Regions from separate parts of the Rattus norvegicus genome. Here region 1 is linked to region 2. The links are chromatin contacts, called in public Hi-C maps. All regions are on one chromosome and are shown on one strand. The core of a region is the stretch at or near the end of the contact, and the rest is flanking DNA. Distances in the headings are between cores, read along the strand shown. Region 1 overlaps LOC103691527 (a long non-coding RNA gene). Region 2 holds the start of Dnajc19 (DnaJ heat shock protein family (Hsp40) member C19).

Region 1 (3,649 bases), core at 447-2,946, 34 kb before region 2:
AAAAAAGTTGTCAGTGGAGCCTGTCAGCTAGTCTGTGCCTGGACTCTTTCACAACTGACACTTGACAGTTTAATAGTTTTTGAGACAGCCCAGACATATTACAAGCTACCTTTGCATGGTCGTCAGAGCTAAGCACTTCCTCATGCCTCATGGGGCAGAAACTCTCAGTCCCATGTGTGTCCCAGTGTGCTGCTCTGTAGAAGCACACTTGGTTTTCTCCTCTGTCGTTGGTCTCCTGACACAAAGCAAGAGCATCAGGCCCTTGGGCAGCCATCATCCCTGCAAACCTACTCCCAACCACCAGCTCAGTGGTTCTCAACCTGTGCGATCGCCCCTTTGGCAAACCTCTATCTCCAACATCGATTATGTTACAATTCCTAACAGCAAAATTACAGTTATGAAGTAGCAGCAAAAATAATTTTATGGTTGGGGGTAACCACCACATGAGAAACTGTATTAAAGGGTCGCAGCATTAAGAGGGTTGAGAACCACTGCCCTTGCTTGTCCTCAGCACTTCAATGTCTGTTAAAACCAGTTAACTCCGTGTGTTTCCCGCCATGATTCTTCAGGCATTTGAATTTCTGACCTCTCCTGATAAACCACTTTCTGTTTTACCTCATTAACATGTACACTGGCTAGATTTATGTCAATTTAATACCATCTAGAATAGTTTTTGGAAAAGGGAAAACCAATTGGGAAAATCATCCCACCGAATTGTCCTATGGGTATCCCTGTGGTACACTTTCTTGGTTGATAATTGATGTGGAAGTACCCAGTGCATTGTGAGTAGCATCAGGCAGGTGGTCCTGGTGCTATAAGGAAGCAGGCCGAGCAAGCCATGGAGAGGAATCCAGCAATCAGCACCCCTCTGTGGCCTCTGAATCAGCTCCTGCCTCCAGGTTTCTGCCCTGAGTTCCTGCCCTGATGTGTCAGATGAATATAAACCTTTTCCTCCACAAGTTGCTTTTAAGTGATGGTATTTTATCACAGCAATAGACAAGAAACACCAAGGCAGCATGTATTGTACAGCCACTCAATTTGTGTGTGGAGAACAAGACAGGGTCTCACTGTGTAGTCCTTTCTGGCATGGAATACACTATGTATGCCCGACTAGTCTGGAACTTACAGAGAACTGCTTGCTTCTGCCTAAGTTCTGTGATTAAAGGCATGGACTCAGAGATGCTAAGTTATAAATGAATATGGAAAGTTGAGTGCCTGGCCCCAGCGCATGTCAGTGGGAGCAGCAGGAACGGAAGTACTCGTGGTGATGATTCAGGGTGATTAGAGCTGAGCCCCTGTCATGGATTAAAGAAGGTCTGTCCAATAACATTCCAATAGTGTGAGCCCATATTTAATTTTAATTCTATAATAGTCCTATTGAGGGGGTTTTAACGTAAACTTAATCTGACAATATGATCTAGATAAAGTAATATAATCAAATTAGTCCCTTTACCACATAATCAATATTAAAAACCACTAATGAGATATTTATAATCTGCACTAAGCCTTTAAACCAGTTTCTAATTCATGGTGACAGAATGCTTCAACCTGGCTGCCCATAGTTCAAATGTTCAAGGTCCATATGGCAACAGGACTAGTGGAAACAGGAAGATAAGAGATCTCAAAGGTCCTATAAGTCCCAGAGGCAATAGATGTTAAATAAAGATTAAAGGCTAAAGATCATTAGAAGTAAATAAATAAAACATGTGTACTCGTGGAGTTGGACTGGCTAGAAAGCCATGGGCACCCCTTGATGGGGCCTGGCCTGCTCTGATTTGGGAAGCTAAGCAGGGCTAGGCTTGGCTGATATCTGGATGAGGGAAATCACAAATAGAAGGATGAAGAAAAATAGAGTGGAATACACGTTTCTAGGACAGGAAAAGGGAAAGCTTAAAGCAGCGTTTGAACAAACTGATGGAGGACACTGGAAGAGTCTCTCCTCTGGGCAGCAGGGAGCCAGTGAAAATTTCAATCGAGAAAGTGTTTTATCAGATCTCTGTTTAAGATGGATAGTTTACAAGGCTATAACTCAAATGAAATTAGCCAGGTCTGAACTCATGTAAATAGAGTTAGAACACAAAGACACAGTCTGGAGAAAGCTGATGTCAGTTCTGTACAAAGAATACTTTTGTGAATTGTCAGTATTGCCCAAAGCACCGTGTGCTTGCTGGGCGGTTGAAAATCTGACTATGGGAATGTAGACACAGATGCCAGATAACTACTGTCAGGAATCAGGCAGGGTAGCGGGAGCTCTTTTGTCCTCTGCAACGCGCAGATAGCACCCGTGCCCGGTTCCTTTTGAGCAAGCTGTAAGGTCTCTGCTTCCACTCCCATTCAACAGCATATTGGAATGCAAGGGAGAGAGACAGGGCTATTATTACCAAGATAACCTTGAGCCTGTTCTAATTTATTTTTTTAAAAGAAAATAAATCACTCTCAACCTCTGTTGCTTTATTATTAGGGGGTTGTTAGAAGAACACTTTATTCCCTTAGTAGCTAGTATAAGAATCCGTTCTGGTGAGAGAATTGCCTTTGCTGGAGAATGCTTTAGCAGGCTAGCTTGGGGTAGGTGAATGTTTGGGGCAGGAGTGTCATGGGAGGCCAAGGATTCAGGGGACAGGATAGAACCACAAGGCAGGCAGGAGGATGTGCACAAGTCCTCGATGACAAAGCTAACATTCTGGTTTCACATAAGGGAATTCTGCAGCCATGTTGACATCAGAGAAAAGACCATGCAGAGAAGCCACAGGGAGCCCTGCAGAGACTCAAGTCAGGCAACACAGGCCCCTTAGCAGCACGGGATACTGTGTTGCTCCCAATAGAATTCACAGAAGCTGGGGCACACAGAGACATGACCCTAACTAAGGCAGTCACAAAAGGCAGCCATACTGGTCATCCTATCGGTGACATCTCATCGCTGTGACAAATATTTGACAAAATACAGCTTAAAGAAGGCCATGGCTTAAGAATGTTGCAATAGGAAGGCATGGTAACCATTTGTATCTCAGCTCTGGAAGCAGAAAGGCAGATGAATGTTGCTGCTGGCTTATTTCTCCTTTTTATGCAAGCCAGGACCTAAGGTCACGGAATGGTGCAGTCTATATTCAAAGTAGATCTTGGCCTCAGTGAAACCTCTCCCGGGGCTTCCCCACACAGACCCAGGCATATTGCCTGGATGACTCTACATCCAGTGCAGTTGGCTCTGAAGAGGTCCCATCACCATGTTGAATTGCCTACCTTGACAGGTCCTATCCAGCCTAGACCTGGGTGTCAGAATAAGTGTTTTACGTGATCATGGCTTGAACATTCTGAACCTTGTGGGTTCTGTCACCAGATGCTCTCTAAGTGAAAGGTGCTGAGATGCTGAATGGTCAGGTCCTTGGGACTGTAGAAAATAATGCCATACTCCCGTGGAGGCTTTCAGTAGATAGGAAATGGATGACACCTTGCCATACTTAAGCAATCGTAAGTCATGTGATTGTTGTTGTTGTTTTTGTTGTTGTTGTTTGCGTGCATATGTGGGTATGCATGGAGGTCAGAGGTCAAAGCTGGCTGCCATCCCTCAGGTAAGGTCCACCTTTTTTGAGACAGAGTCTCTCAATGGCTTTGAGCTCACGGATTTGGCTAGGCTGGCTGGCCAGTCAGCAAG
Region 2 (3,637 bases), core at 590-3,089:
GCATCACATAGATGGAGGAAATAATAGTATATCATATAACTGATAAGTGATACCCAGAATACATACAGAACTCCTGAATCTGAACAAATAAAATTCCCAACCCAAAATGGGCAAGAGCAAAAGACTTGAATAGACATTTTCCAAAAAGGCAGAGATATATTTCAGCATATAAAAAGGCACTCCATATTACTGATCAGAAGAAATACAAGTCAAAAGTACAATGAGTTACCATCTCAAACTCATTAGGATGACTACAATTAAATTAAAAAAAAAACAGAAAATATCAAATGTGGGCAAGGATGTGGATTGAGGCCCTCATCCACCAACTACCTTCCTTTGCAGGAACTATATTGGTCACCTTTCATTTGCTGTGGCAAAATGACTGACAGAATTAACTCATATTGCGGGGGGTGGGGGTGGGTGGGACCTGTTTGGCTCAGTCTCAGAGATGACAATCCATGGTCATCTGATTCCATTGTTTTTGGATGTGTGGTGAAGCAGAACTTTGGGATGGGGGAACACAGGGACTTACAGCAGAGATGAATGATGGCCAAGAAGCAAAGAAAGGGAGGAACTAGAGACAAGGACCTGCTCTGCATAACTATGATTCAGCTAAGTCCCCATCACCTCCAAACCGTCCACCAAGCCAAGACCCATAACTGATTAATCCATTGATCTTCTTAGAGCCCTTGTGATCCAGTTACCTTCCCAAAGCTCTACCTCTAACACATCCCTGCCATGAGTTTTTAACACACACACAAACACACACACACACACACACACACACACACACTCTCTCTCTCTCTCTCTCTCTCTCTCTCTCTCTCTCTCTCTTGAGTCTCTGAGAGACAGTTCATATTCAAGTCATGACAGCAAGTAAAGGTATGATTCTCACAGGATGCATGGATTTTATTTCTGCCCACCTAGCCAACAGAATGGAAATGTCTCAGCCTAGTTTCTGTGCACCCATGCCCACAGAAATGGCATTCTCAACAGCTACACCACAGAAACAAGCCATGAGAAACAGGAAGATAAGCAAAATATGATACATTCACATAAAGGACTTCTGACTACAAAAGGGAGAACCTTGGGAAGGCAGCAGGCAAATACTGCCAAGATAAAATGAAATGGACTGTCAGGAATTCATTGGCAGAGAACAGTTCGTAAAGCTATCTTAGTTTCTAGCTTCCCCTGAGATCACATAAGGCTTTTATATTCTCACAACATAGAGCCGAAAGACAATTCCTAGTCACTTTCATTCTGGTCAAGTGCATTTGCCATCCTTGAGCCAACCAACCACATGCTGTGACCAATACAGGTACAAGCATTCTTATACTTAGAAAAATAGTAAGTCAGGCTAAAACAGAAGGGAAAAAAGCAAACAATGAACACACAGCAGAAGCTGTATTTTTATCGAACAAATCCACATGGTCCGAAGCAGACATCAGGAAGAGAGATGAAAAGAATTAAGACTGGAAAAAATAATTTTCCACATAGTTTCGGATCTGTTTATAGATCTACGTTCTAAGCCAGAAGAAGAAAGATGTCTGTAGAGTACGAAGATCGGTCTTGTGGCTTCTTGACATCTACTGGCACAGAAGACAAAATTAATGCCTCATCCGAAAAACAACGCTACTTTCACATAACCTATATTAAGCAAAGTTAGGAAGATATGTTTTATCGGGAAAACCTGTTTTAGGGCGGGGTATTAGACTTCCGAGTCAGGAGTCCAGGGCAGAGGGCATGGCAAGTCCCGCCCCGGTCCGACCTTTCAGTCAACCCCAGTTGCTGGGCCCCTTTTTGCAGCACTTTGTGCGACAGTTCCGACGCACTTTACGGCGCCCCTGCCGTGTTGCGCGGCGCTGTGGAAGTGGCGGCAGTGCTGGCTCGGCCCTATCGTTCTACTCAAGCGTACTGTGGCGGTGGGCTCGCGCTGGGATGAGCCCGCGGTGCCGAGCCGCGAAGTGGAGTCATGGTGAGTGGTCGGCGCTGACAGGCTCCGAAAGGGCGCTGTCTGGCCTGGGCGGATGCGGAGACAGACCTTTGCTCCGGCCTCCGGTGGCTCCAGCTGACACCCATCATCACTATTTGCAGGCAAACGTTTGCGCCTCCTGGAAGGTCGGGCTGTTACACCACTACCACCACCACCGCACTCCTCCCCTCCTTACGGTGGAAATGCTTTATGGGAATCTTTCAGGAAGCCTTTGCAAGCACCGTTTCCTGATCCAGCAAAAAATCTTTCCACCGGTCTTTTTTTAAACTAGAATGAGGTTCAAGTGCCTGCCGGTTAAGTTATCCCCGACGACTGGAAAATCACCCCCTCTTACTGTTGTGGGTAAAGATGACTTACCCTTCTTAGTGATAATCCCATACCGTGACAATATTGTAGATAAAAATTGCAGTGGTTTTAATTTTTTTTTTTGAAACAGGGTTTCACTTTTTAGTCCTGGCTGTCGCAGAACGTACTTAAATTCACCTGCCAATGTCTCCCAACTGCTGGCATTAAATGCAGTCCACCAATGTGCACAATGTGTATCAATTTATAGTAACTTTAAAGGCACAATAGAAATAGAAATCAGGAAAATGTTTCTTCCAGCAGGCCTGGAGCTGGACTCTGTATAATCCCAGCTGCTTAGAGAGCTAATTGTAAATTCGTTGGCAGCTTGGTCAATTTAGCAAGATCCACCTCAGAATAAAAGTGTTGTAACTTTGACAAAGGCTGGAGTTGGTAGGCGCCTTTCTAGCTTGTATGATACACTAGGTTCCATTCCTAGTCCTGCTTTTAAAAAAAAAGAACCCGCCTTTCACCAAAATGAAGGCCGTAATGAATCTGGATGCAGAATAGGCAGCAATTAATAGTAGTGAAGATTTACTCTTTTCTTCCATTACCAGGCCAGTACAGTGGTAGCAGTCGGATTGACCATTGCTGCTGCAGGATTTGCAGGTTTGTATGGTTTGGGGGTGAAAGAAAAGTAGACTGGTTATGGATTAAGTTGCTTATTCTGTTGCTTTTGGTTTTAGGCCGTTATGTTTTACAAGCCATGAAGCATGTGGAGCCTCAAGTAAAACAAGTTTTTCAGAGTCTACCAAAATCTGTAAGACAACCTTTTTGCTAACTGTATCTGAAGCCTGGAGCTTCCCTGTAATCTGAATTCCGCAGGTCCATGAAGTTCAGTGGGGAGTTGTAAACCCTGCAATGGTCCACACTAGAAATTGGTTTTCCCATGAGACAATTGAGGGTGGGTAACCTTGACAGGTTTAGTACTATGAAAGATAGCTAACAATTAACTTTAATAGACATGCTGTTGACTTTAGTATCTGTCCACCTGCTGTCCCTTGTCTGTTTTGTCACATAGGATAGTATTTCAATGATGTTAGCTATAACTGCATTCAAAAATCATACCCGTAGTGATTAATAACGAATCTGAACTACGTGTAATGCAGACAGCTGCTGCTACGCTACTCAGGACTTCGAGAGGTCATGACACTGATAGCTTGGGCAGTAGCAGAAAACCTTGGTGTACATGATCTCTACTAAGATTAAGGTTCTGGTGGCATAATTTCCCCTATCATAAAGTCCTCTTTTAGTGGATGCCTTGAATCTTGTAGATAAAAGATCTCCGGGTCTTCTTTTGAT

Evidence for each region. Hi-C and Micro-C count contacts between places; a contact is called where the count stands out from the background.
Region 1: a Hi-C map of liver shows a contact between it and region 2, with 3 times the contacts expected there. The contact joins the enhancer-like site here to the promoter of Dnajc19 in region 2. A contact is called at or near these places in 3 of 12 Hi-C or Micro-C datasets (kidney and liver).

The regions. Positions count from the first base shown.
Region 1 is chr2:118,905,393-118,909,041 of GRCr8, reverse strand. The region is part of intron 1 of LOC103691527 (a long non-coding RNA gene); the gene reads right to left. Among named protein-coding and RNA genes, the nearest start is that of Dnajc19, 34 kb to the right of the region's middle. Within about 2 kb of position 1,696, at least 3 of the 93 cell types and tissues checked have an H3K27ac peak or open chromatin away from gene starts, as enhancers often do. A contact at or near this core is called in liver, where this site is marked.
Region 2 is chr2:118,871,689-118,875,325 of GRCr8, reverse strand. Dnajc19 (DnaJ heat shock protein family (Hsp40) member C19) reads left to right here and starts at 1,839. Exons shown (of 6, transcript NM_001134640.1): 1 at 1,839-1,975; 2 at 2,893-2,944; 3 at 3,022-3,095. The coding sequence starts at 1,973.